Linked DNA regions of Mus musculus: regions 1 and 3 are each linked to region 2. Evidence: chromatin contacts called from public HiChIP or PLAC-seq data. All regions are on one chromosome and are shown on one strand. Each heading gives the region's core, a stretch centred on a gene start, on an enhancer-like site or on the middle of the called end of the contact. The rest is flanking DNA. Distances are from core to core; before and after follow the strand shown. Region 1 has its middle 54 kb from the start of Gm36388. Region 2 overlaps Gm37896 (a long non-coding RNA gene). Region 3 has its middle 33 kb from the start of Gm36388.

The links. HiChIP or PLAC-seq counts read pairs in DNA pulled down with a chosen protein or histone mark.
Region 1: a contact with region 2 is called in an H3K4me3 HiChIP or PLAC-seq map of the SCID.adh cell line, with 16 read pairs. The contact joins two enhancer-like sites. A contact is called at or near these places in 2 of 484 Hi-C or Micro-C datasets (cerebral cortex and nephron progenitors) and 2 of 115 datasets of contacts at active chromatin or transcription factors (the SCID.adh cell line and embryonic stem cells).
Region 3: a contact with region 2 is called in an H3K4me3 HiChIP or PLAC-seq map of the SCID.adh cell line, with 14 read pairs. The contact joins two enhancer-like sites. A contact is called at or near these places in 4 of 484 Hi-C or Micro-C datasets (embryonic stem cells, liver, nephron progenitors and 1 more) and 1 of 115 datasets of contacts at active chromatin or transcription factors (the SCID.adh cell line).

What each region holds. Positions count from the first base shown.
Region 1 is chr1:187,703,544-187,707,484 of GRCm38.p6, forward strand. It overlaps a transcript of Esrrg not described here. Among named protein-coding and RNA genes, the nearest start is that of Gm36388, 54 kb to the left of the region's middle. Within about 2 kb of position 2,123, at least 6 of the 459 cell types and tissues checked have an H3K27ac peak or open chromatin away from gene starts, as enhancers often do. A contact at or near this core is called in the SCID.adh cell line, where this site is marked.
Region 2 is chr1:187,462,012-187,465,698 of GRCm38.p6, forward strand. It overlaps Gm37896 (a long non-coding RNA gene), which reads left to right. Exons shown (of 3, transcript XR_865841.3): 3 at 581-770. Among named protein-coding and RNA genes, the nearest start is that of Gm37896, 16 kb to the left of the region's middle. Within about 2 kb of position 2,215, at least 1 of the 459 cell types and tissues checked has an H3K27ac peak or open chromatin away from gene starts, as enhancers often do. A contact at or near this core is called in the SCID.adh cell line, where this site is marked.
Region 3 is chr1:187,682,880-187,687,119 of GRCm38.p6, forward strand. It overlaps a transcript of Esrrg not described here. Among named protein-coding and RNA genes, the nearest start is that of Gm36388, 33 kb to the left of the region's middle. Within about 2 kb of position 1,887, at least 14 of the 459 cell types and tissues checked have an H3K27ac peak or open chromatin away from gene starts, as enhancers often do. A contact at or near this core is called in the SCID.adh cell line, where this site is marked.

The sequences.
Region 1 (3,941 bases), core at 873-3,372, 240 kb after region 2:
TTTCCAAGGTGGGGCATGGTTGGCTTTGAAGAGGCTCATTCAGAACACAAGAGAGTGGTTCTCACCCTTCCTAACGCTGTGACCCTTTAATACAGTTCCTCATGTTGTGATGACCCCAATCATAAAATTATATCGTTGCTTCTTTATAACTGCAATTTTGCTACTGTTATGAACCCTAAAGTAAACAGCTGATATGCAGGATATCTGCTATGCCACCCCTGTAAAAGGGCTCTCAATACCCCCACAAGGGGCCCACACCCACAGGTTGAGAACTCCTGGGAGAGACACTTGACAGTCAACAGCAGAATCTTCTCTGGAGTCAGTAGCACCATGTGCCCTGGAGTTGGGTAACTTCATACATAAACCCATGTGCTACACTCGTTTCTATCGTTGGTTGATTTGCCACTGGGTGAACTTTTTGGAAATTGAAAAATATTCTTTGCCAGTTTTGATTTTGTCAGGCAAGCTACTTGTACATTTGGTAATGAGATTCTTGAAAGTTGCTCTCCCAGACAACATAAAACCCGAACCAAATATTTTCTCTCAGGATTCTCTTGGAAGGAGTTACGTTTTGCTGGGTACTGAAGTATTGTGAGTCCAGCTAACAGGCCAACAAGCTTAAGGTATCTGGGTGTTTCTGGCCTCCACGGGAGTCTCCGGCTAAGATGTCACCTGATATTCTTGTCTGCAGGTAGAACGAAGGCTCTGCTTCCCTTGTGGGTTCACTCAGCCTTTCTATTTTCTGCAAAGCCTTCACAGTGGAAGACACCAGATATCCACCCTCAGTGTTTCCGGTATGGGTCTCTAAGGCCTTCCTGGTCTGTGTGCAGAGTGCTAGGGTTAGCAGAGGCTAAGTTAATTCTTTCACAGACTCCAAATAAGATGCTGGGGAACCAGGTCCATCTCCCGTTGTGGATTCTATCAACAGGACTTCTCTGTGATGATGAAGATGAGAAGGGGAAGACGGGAATTCTAGAGTTGTATCCAGAAGCCAATACTCGCCACTGGGCGTCCGCATTTCTTGATTCACATTCTAGAAGAAAGGGATATAGGTCTGTGGACTGTTACTTGTTCTCATATCTAATTCCCAAAGTAAGACTTAGTTTAGACGCCATGATAACTTAGAGAGACATGAAGTGGCTACAGGATGAAGGGCAAATGACCCTGTATACAGGGAAGCCTTCTTTCGTTCACCCAGCTGTCGAAACTCACATGCTCCCCTGTGTTCCCGCCTTCCTTGATTTTGTTGTGCTTTTAGCCCAAGGTTTTGGTGAAATTCCCTAAACTGGAAAGTCAAGAGCCACCTCACATGGCCCTGTCTTCTGCTCCCTACACCTCCCCTTCTCCACTGTAGGCTGAGGGTGGCTCTAGAACTTTCTCTGCCTCATGTCTAGTTTTAACTCTAATTTAATGGTGTGGTTTGTGGCTCTCTGCTTTGCAGTTTGAATTCCTGTCTAAATACTAAAATCTATTGTTGGTCTCCACTTCTAGACAACATAATTGGGTTGCTAACTGGCACAGGCAATTAAGTGTACAGCCATACAAGTGGGAGAAAGGTTCCAGGCCCCTGATTTGACAGAACTTCTAATTATACTGAGTTGGCTGTGGAAGGCTGGTAAGGACTGAAGAATGCTTGCGACAGAGTAGAGTGTCAGGAGACTGTCCGGTCGGTTCAGTGGGCCTTGGGTACGCTGTTCTTCTCTCCTGGGACCATAATCACCAAACAAAAAAGATCTGTGCCATTACTTCTGTTTGTAACATGCATTCAAACCATCTTCCTTTCTTTTGGGGCATTGGAGGTCATGACAAAATTGTTTCCCGGGGTTTTCCAAGAATAACTATAGTTATTAGGAAGTTGTTTTAGAGGGCAGCACGTTATGGGATCAGGATTAAACATGAAGCTTTGTGGTCAAATATTTTTTTTAATTGCCTATACTATAAAATTGTTATCTTCACAGGTGTATCTTTCAACTGCTCTTTAGCGGACTCAGCCTGTAGTAAAACCAAGAAAATAAAAGGATGTTGCATGATTAGAGAAAATCAGCCGTTAGATAAACCCGTTTGACTCTGGGTGTGGGGTTATCTAGCAGCAATGGGCATTTCTCCAGCAGCAGTGTTCTCTGGGAATATTTTTCTTTCACTATTCTTAAGGGATTGTAGGCTGCTTGGATGGAACACTATATGGCAGGCTACAAAGTGAAAGTTGCTTATGATCAACATGACTTTTGTAGGGGGAGGGGGGGCTACTGATCCCTTAAGTGGCTTTGCCCCCGAAGCTTTCCCATAAAGAGCCCTCACATTATATATAAGCCACGTACGTGGTGAGCTATAAAACATCCCACCTTTCCAGCCAGACTCAGGCCAGAGGCTCTGCACAATTATCAAAAGCCTCCCCTAAACCCACAATCCTTTGCAAAGAAGTAACTTGTCCCAGGTTCTTGCACATTTTCTGGGGCCTTTAGTTAACAACAAGTGGGGTCTTTAAAGCTCTCGCCTTGTGCAGGGTCCTCTGTCCGTGTGTCTTGTGTGGTTATTAGGCTCTGCTGAGCTGAATGGAAATGAAGTCTTTCTTGGCATGTCTTCCTGTGCCTTAAAGGGAAAGATGCTTCTGTCGCCCCACTTGGCCAATGGGCTGGATCAGGGAGAGAGGCACCTGTCAGTTTCTTTTCATGCTACCAGCTCAGATCGGAATTAAATCAGGAGTTGCAGAAAGTTCTCTGGGGCTCAGTGGCAGGGCAAGATAAGAGGTCAGAGAGACTAAAGACAAAGTGTGAAATCCCCAGAAACAGCCTAGCTCGCTGAGGAAGAGTGGGGCAAAGGTCGTCTGCTGTGCAGGATCACGGCTTGAGCTTCTTCTGTTTTACTAGAATTTTCCTTTTCCAGCTGTCTCTTCTCATCTCAAACCATGTATTATTCTGAATGAGAATATTAGTTAAAAGTAATTAATAGAGAGACACAGGACTGGGTACTACATGGTAGTATGACGATTAATGTTTTTCCATACATTAAGTATTTTCTAGACATTACCATGGCTCACGCTGTAAATACTGCATTGGTATGGCAACCATTCATACGTATTTTCAGGACTCTCAGCATTGATTGTTTCTGGAACCTTTGGAGAGGTGATGTTTTGTTTGTAGCATTGGACATGGAACCTTAGGCAAGTGTTCTACCACTGAGCTACCTACTACCCAATGTCTGGTCCTGGGTCCTATAATCGCCATTTATAGAGGACTTGTCTCTATATGTGCATGTAGCAAGCAGGAAGAAAGAACACTAGTATTTGAAAATCACTGACATAGAGTTGTACTAATCCTAATCTTAGGACATCCTTCTCGATGACTTTCGCCACTCTCCTTGTCCATAAGCCCAGTCATTTTCTTGTATACTTATATACACCTCTCTCTCTCTCTCTCTCTCTCTCTCTCTCTCTCTCTCTCTCTCTCTTTATGCTGTGTATTGATTCACTCTAGAAGGTAGAGCTAAAAGTCCTGGACTAGATTTTTATCTAAAAAAAAAAAAAAAAAAAGCTTTATTCTTGGCTGCAGTTACTTGAAATAGATGTCACCCTACTGGGCTTTTATTTTTTTAATGACTGAAAACTGGCTAAATTCTCTCTCTGGGAACATATGCTAAGTAAGCCAGGCCTTGTTTTCATAAAACAAAAGTATCCTGTGGACACCTGCTCTCCATCCCCTGGAGTTGTTACTATGTGTTTTAAACCTGGAAGATGCTACAGGCTCCTGAGCTGACCACCCACCCCCCTTTGCCATCAGGACTTTTTCTCTCAGAACCTCAGGTCTTCAACTTTCAGGGTCTCTGACAAGGGAAGTTAGAAGACAAGAAGAGATTTAAAACACACCTGCACTGCAGAGCAACCATGCAGGAATATGGGTGTTGATTCTTAGTGTCTGAGTGGATGTGGGCATGCTACTATATTT
Region 2 (3,687 bases), core at 965-3,464:
TTTATTGTTAGTCCCTTGAGCCACCACAGAGGCATAAATTATCTGCTTGCAGGGTTTATTCTCACCTTCCCTGACTCAGATTCTCAACACCCTGCCTAACACTTACAAAAGAAAAATTGCTTTTTTTTTTTTTTTCAAATTAAATCCTGAGATGGAAGGAAGGAATAGTGGACAAAGAGGTTATTGGTAATCCATGAAAACTTTTCCATGAAAACTTCTGGCATATTCATCCTGTGTTCCACTTTTAAGTTTCTCATGAAGTTTCTTAAAACACAGACTTTAATTAAAGTGAAAAGTTCAGGAGACCAGCTGTCTACTTTCACGTGGTCTTTTGAGAAATATTTGGCCTACAAATATATGTGGCACATAATGTTTTAAGATTGAGTTACTCATTTATGGAATAAAATAATTTTTAATATTAACACTGTCCATTCGGGGAGGCAATTGATATGTGAGTTAAAAGGCCTTATCTATGAGGGACCCTGCCTTAAAATAGCAACAAAAATATTTTTTCCAGGTGTATCCTGAAGATACTAATAGGATTTATGTATTACTTAAACAATGTTATTCTTCTCAAAAGAATATACCAGATAGAAGAAGGAGAAGAAGGAGAAGAAGGAGAAGAAGGAGAAGGAGAAGGAGAAGGAGAAGGAACAAAGAAACAAAGAAAGCAGAATTGGAAGATTTCACTTAGAAATATGTTGTTGGCTTAAATTGGAAAAACTCAAACTCCAAAGACAGATGTTGAATTAAAAATTTTTTTCCGATTAGTACCGATTCTGCACTATTTGAAATTAGTTATTCACCTAACCAATGCTCTTGGCTCCAGCCCTAGGATCAGAATTTGAATTTGCTCTAAGCATGTGCAGTTCCACAGATCCAGGTATGGATGTCAGACAAGCTTCAGCTTAGCTCTTCCCTTCTTATGGTGCGATCAAGCATTTAGTCTCTTGAAACGTTCAACTAGTGGGCAGAGAGATGCCTCACGGGTAATGTGTTGCTGTGCAGTGTGAAGACCTGGGGTCAGAGCTTGTGTAGATCAGGATGAGTCACTATGCCTCTGCAATCCAGGCTACACACATGCACACACACATGCACATGCACACACCAACCAGTACAAAGCCAAGAAAGCAACGATATTTATTAGGTATAAGCATGCCTGAGTAGCCTGTGGTGTGGCAACTGTTAGTTGCTTCTGAAGGACAGGAACATTCTTGTGTGTGTGTCAGGTAACCTTGGCCACACACCTCGGTCCTCCAAAGATCCACATCATGTCACAACTAAGTGTTGGCAGTAATTTCTTGCACCTCACAGGACCAGAATCAAACCTATGTAAGTTTGATAAAACATCAGAGACACCATAACTCATGTCCTGTTGCTCCAAGGAAGGAACTTACTATTTCTGCTTTGCAAAAGATGTTGTCTTTGGTTTCTGCAGACATTTTTTTCCCCCTGAGACAGGGTTTCTCTGTATATCCCAGGCAATCCTGGAACTCACTCTGTAGACCAGGCTGGCCTTGAACTCAGAAATCCACCTGCCTCTGCCTCCCAAGTGCAAGAATTGAAGGCATGCGCCAACTCTGCCCCGGTTCTCCAGCCCTTTTAAAGAATGAGTTATATTACTTTGTTACATGCTCTACAATCCAGAAGATGCCCCGCCACACTTACTTCCTTTTCATCTTAATTATTCTGCTTCTGCTTTAATCTGATTGTGTTGGTTGTTTCATTTTCTCCTTGCTATGGTTTGAATGTTGAAATGTCTCACACAGAGTCAGGGAGCGATGGCTCAGTGAGTAAAGGGACTTGCATGTGGGTCTGATAAGTCTTCAGTCTGGATCCCAGAAGGAGACAGGAGAGAAGCTGTTCCAGAGAGTTGTACTTCGACCTTTCCATGCAGTCTGCCCCCTTCCTGGTAAATAGATAGATAGATAGATAGATAGATAGATAGATAGATAGATAGATAAATAAAACTTGCACTATCCCACAGTACTTGTCTCACGTACTTGTCCATAGCTGGTAGCAGTTTGGGAAGCTATAGACCTCTGAGAAGTGAAGTCTCACAGGAGGAAGAGAGTCACTGGGGATAGAGTTGAGGTTTTTAGGCCAGCCCAGATCCCTGTCTACTTTCTTCTTCTTCATTCCCCAAGATGTGAGCAAGCAACCTCAGGGTTCTGCTGCCTCAGGTGGGAGCCACTCCTGCTGCTGTGCTTTCCCCATCATGGTGGACTATACCCTCAAACTGTGAGACAAAAACCTAAACTAAACCAAAAATAAAACTACCGAAAAACCGAAAAACTCTTCTTCCCTTGACTTTCAACTTGTTAGATGTTAGGTCATGGCAGGCAACAAGAACAGAACCTGACACAGTCCTCCTTTTGAAGATATTTAAGATAATCAGTCCACCCCAAGAATTACCTGACAGATCTAGATGGAGTTCTAACATGGCAAGAAGTATGAGAAATGGCTGACTTTGTAATGACCATTGACATGGAATGACCATTGCTCATTACATGCTAGCAAATATCAAAGGCCCCAGACATTGGATGGGTTGGTAACATTTACCCAGCTTACAAAGGACAGAATGAAGACCCACACAGAACAGATCAGTCCTTGAGTTTCACTTTGCCCGAATTGGCCTACCTTACTGCCTCTAATCAATCAATCTTTCAAATTTCCTCACTGTCATTTCCATGTCTACAACTTCAAGGAGCCCACATGAGTGAAGTAACAGGATTGTGCCAGAGTGTCTTCCCACTTCCAAGAAGCATTCAGATAGGAAGCCAAGTGTTCCTGAGAATTCTTTTCTACACATCTCCACAAAGTTGTTACTGGGAAAGGGCCATAACTAGCATACACATCTCAATTTCCCTAGTTAACAACAGCTTGGGAATGGGCAGTAACCTGAGTGCTTTGCATACATAAAGCCTTAGATTTGATCTCTAGAATTGCATGCCTGTAATCCCAGCTTTTGGGAGGTGGAGGCTGGAAGATATCGAGGTCAGAGCCATCCTCAGCTACACAGTTCAAGGCCAGCCTGGGCTACATGAGACCCTGTTTCAAAAATAAACAACACCCCCCCCCAAAGAAAACTAAGTTAATTAGAATATGATTAATAACAATTACTATAATTGTTTAATAAGTTACTTAATTCAACATATATTAATACAGTTACTTAAGTTAATTAGCATATGGCTATAAGTAGCAGATACAGATTTTAGTTGGGTGTACCTTATGAAGCATTATTTTTTTCAGCATAGTATTTTTATTGATTCTTTGGGAATTGCATATCATACTTCTTGATTACACTCACTTCCCAGTCCTTCCATGACCCCTCTCCATCTTTGTGATCCCCCAAGCCCCAAAGTTCAATTTGTGTTATTTATATACTCACCGGAGCATGGTCAAACTCTCAGTGTCTGCCCCTCAAATAGAGCAGAGTTCCCTTCCTGTGTCTCACACCCAGAAGCCAATCATTGTGGTGAGCTACACTTCAGCATCCCTATCACACCCCTATCCCTACTCTTTTTTGGTGGCTTCCTGCCTAGGCTATTACTTTTGGGGGAGGTAGGTGTTGCCACAGAAGCCTTCCATGATCCTCCCTCCTAACTGTGCATCTGCAGTCATGTGTATCACAGCAAACATGGTCTGTACTGCAGCACAGTTAGCGGGAGCACGGGTCATGGGCTT
Region 3 (4,240 bases), core at 637-3,136, 220 kb after region 2:
GCAGAAATCAAACACTAATCTGTGCCGAAGGGCTGAGAATGGAAAAACAAACCAGAGGATGAGTATGGAAAATGGAGAGAGCTGTTGGTGTCATTGGAGCATCACATGTGGTCAGAGAAGGAGACCATCATGGCCTCCTTCAAAGAACTCGAGCTTTATTTCTATATGAAAGCCTGGGCGGGAGGTGGAGGGGATTCATGGTTTATGAACAAGAGAGTGCTATCACCGAACTCCTTAGAAAGATGGTCCCGAGTCCTCGTTGTCACCAGTCATGCCTTTGCAATTGAAACAGCCTTCATTCACACACCTAGTTACTAAAAGCTACAGCAAACTGTTTTTACCTCTGCAGGCACTCATCTCAATCATGCTTATTCGGAAAGCTCCTGCTAATGTGCTACCCTCTTGACCCAGTGTCTGCACGAGTTCTATAAATTCAGACTTGAAGTGCAATTTCGGACCCAACAGGGCTGTGTTGTTCAAGTATCATAATCGATGGTTGCATCTCCCTTCGAAGCTCATCAAGCCACCTCTTTTGACATTGAATTCTCCTCTGTCGTCCCCCCTCCCCCAATCCTTGGCCTTTCTTTGCCTCTTGTGTCTCTTTATTTGTGAAGGCATGGTATGTTATGGCCAGGCGTCCTTATAATAATCATAGTAACCATGCATTTAGGGTTGTTGAGTGTGTTACTACCTAAATAGACACTGTTTTAGCAAGGACTAGTTATAGGAGGAGGTAATGCAACCCTCTCAGGGCAAGACTATTTCTCTTTTATTAGAAGGTATCTCAACATGTTGCTGGGTGCCTTTTTGCTTGGAGTTGCAACTTAGAACATTGTCACATAGATCCTGTTCTGTCTTTTATTCTAATGTATGTTAAAGTGTTTTCCCATGCATATAACTGTTCTTATGTGTGGTGGCAAATGTGAGTGTATGTGTGTGTGTGTGTGTGTGTGTGTGTGTGTGTGTGTACTTGTAGAAGTCAAAGGATGACATTAAGTGTCTTCCTTGGTCACTCTCTACCTTATATGTTGAGATAGGGTCTCTCACTTGAACCCAGAGATAACTGAACCAGCAACCAGCTTGTTCCAAGAGTCCTTTGTCTCCTCTTTTCAAGGGCTGTGATCACAAGCAGGCTGCCATGCTGGCTTAGCCTTTATGTGGGTGCTAAGGATCAAATCTCCAGTTAGTCCTCACAGTTACACAGCACCTTACCCACCAAGGCGTCTTCCTAGCCCCCTGTCCTTTTGAGTTGATGCCCTCAAATTGAGAACATTTCAGAAAATGACCCCAAGTGTTGTCCCAGACTTGACGTGGGCATTTCTGCATCTTGCCAAAAGCCCATGCGATGTTAAACGTGAAGGCAAATGAAATGTGCATCTTCCTCAGAGAACGTGCGGTTGGTCTGGCATTTCTGCTCCCCCGGTATGACCTTTAGAAGGAAATATGATCGATAGCCGGTTGGATCCTCTCTACTCTGCCTGTCAAGGTCCAGAAGGGAGAAGTGAATAGGTTTTGATGAAAAGGACCTCTAATGGATAAGTGCAAACTTAGAAGAAAAAAAAATAGTCCTCCCCCACAATAACTTCCAGAAGGTTCTACAGCACACAATATACAAAGACTGGCACTTTTTTTTTTTTCCCACTTTGGGCATCTGCTATCTTTGCCTAGCTCAACATTCCAGTGAGGGATTTTATTATTATTATTTTCTAGAGCTTAAAACTGAACATGTCAGCAGTGAGCAGCCACCCAGCTTTGTAAGGAACGGCACGGCTGACAAGCTCGCAGCTGCTGAGGACTGGGCTGAGCCCTTCTGGTACAGCAGGCTGTACACAAGGGCCTTTGTGCCACAGGGCCTACCAGAGAGGCTACAAATGCCCTGACTCTTGGCAAACCAGGACAAGCCCTCCCTCCCATGTTAGGCAAAGTCTGGTGATAACAGCCAGTCCACCAGTGGCTCTCGAAAGAGCACAAAGAGTTTCTTCTTCCTCAGTTTCATTCTTTACAAAAGCCACCATGTTTCAGGGGCAAGGCCAAAACATTTATTTAACAGGCCACTCAGATTATTTAGAACTAAATAAGGAGTTTTGGTAACATCCAAGCATCCTGCCTAGTGTTCCTGAATAACCTGTAGGTGCCTGTGAGAATTACGTACAGGAACTGCATGCTTTTCTAGTGATTTGTATTCGATTTGGTAAAATGCATTAGAACGTGTAGTTTTAAAGTGATCAAGGAGGGAGGGAGGAAGAGAAAAGAAATGGGTCTCTTCTCGCTCTCTGAGTTTATTGGTGACTAAAGATGCCTGTTTCATGGAGGGTGGCTCAAGATATGACATTCTTATCCAGTTGCCTCCAATTGCTTGTGATAAACCACTTAAGAAATTCCCTTTATTCTTAATCATATCCATTAGTCAAAATTTCACCTGGTTATCTTCTGTAAATTCTTAATGCCCTTGAGCAAGTCAAGAACTAGTCAGTGAAGTCCAGGAACTTAGGCTTATTCAGAGAATTGATGGGCATTGAATTGGACACATTGTCAACAGCCTGGTTTTGGATACACACAGATGTCTCCCTCTCCCTCTCCCTCTCCCTCTCCCTCTCCCTCTCCCTCTCCCTCTCCCTCTCCCTCTCCCTCTCCCTCTCCCTCTCCCTCTCCCTCTCCCTCTCCCTCTCCCTCTCCCTCTCCCTCTCCCTCTCCCTCTCCCTCTCTTTCATGTTTTTACATATCATTTTAGAAACAACAAGGTGGGGGGGGGGGGCGTGAGACAGAATCACATTCTAATGTGAACATAATGTTTGGTTTCTACTCAAGACATAAAGAGTTCACACAGGACCACACAGGAATGATGGCGATTCCTTTGGTCTTGGGACCCATTCTGTCACCATGAAATGTATTGGCTTCAAGGCTGCCCAAAGACCCTCTAGATATGAAGAACTCAATCTTAAAAACCTACCTATGAACTGGGAGGTGGTGGCGCATGCCTTTGATCCCAACACTTGGGAGGCAGAGGCAGGCAGATTTCTGAGTTCAAGCCCAGCCTGGTCTACAGAGTGAGTTCCAGGACAGCCAGGGTTACACAGAGAAACCCTGTCTCGAAAAAACAAAACAAACAAAAAAACTACCTATGGGAAGTCATCTTGGTTAATGCTGGGGCAACTTCTAAAGTTGCCTAAACGCTTAAATAGTTTTAAAATTCAGTCTCTAGAATACTAGGTGTATTCCCATTTTACATACTTAGTTTCATCTCCCTCCTTCATTGAGAGAGCTTCCTCTCTTTTGTCACTGTTGTTTCTTAGAACTTCTGTGCATCTCCTAAGTGGGGGACAGGACTCCCCGATGGGTGTTTTCTTGCACAAATCCATTCAGCTGTAAAAAAAAAAAAAAAAAAAAAAAAAGCATGGTCAGGAGCTAAGCCAGGGGTTTTATCTCTGAGGCCAAACTTCTTCCATGTAGCTCATTTCTCTCTCACCCCCTGATATATAAAATGGAGGTATGACTGGATCAGGAGCACAAGAAAGGAATGGTCCATGCCAGTGGGCATCCACTCACTCATAACCATTGCCCTTTTACTTTGAGGCTCTAACAGATGGAAAATTATTTGGAGGTTGCAGTCACAGCAAAAACACTGTTGGCGCCCTCTTGGGTTTTGCCTGGAGAAGCCCAAGAAGCCTGTTTCTTATAATTAGAAGGTGCGTGTGAATCTGAAGGAAAGCACAGTCAGGCACTGTAAGCATGAACGGATTCACCTTTTAGAAGTGACAAGTAAGGAGCCAGCCTGAGGTTGCCTGGAGCTTTCTTTAGGATAATACCCAAAGGGAAACCCCCATAGATTGAAGCCAAGATTTATCAAATGACCCAGGCTTACCTCCCTCCCATTTACCCACTCCTTTCTCTGTTGTCTCAGAACCACCCGGAGGACATCTAACTGCTGACTTCAGCTCCTTGGCCAGCACATAAGTCTTAGATCCTGCGTATGAAATAAGGGGAAGTCTCTCATAGAACCTTTCTCTCTTCCATAATTTCACGTCCCCTTTGTCAGCTTCTATGCACGCACTAAAAATATTCTCCTCTCTACATCAGTGTCTGTTCCGCTCACGAATTTCTTCCTATAGCAGGCTAACTGGAAAGGCCAAAGAAATCTCCGTTGACCAGAGTAGCTGTCTCATGTGACTATATTTTATCATATGGAGCCATCGAAGGGTCTCCCAGAAGCAAGAACCAAGTTAAGACCCATGGAACTAGG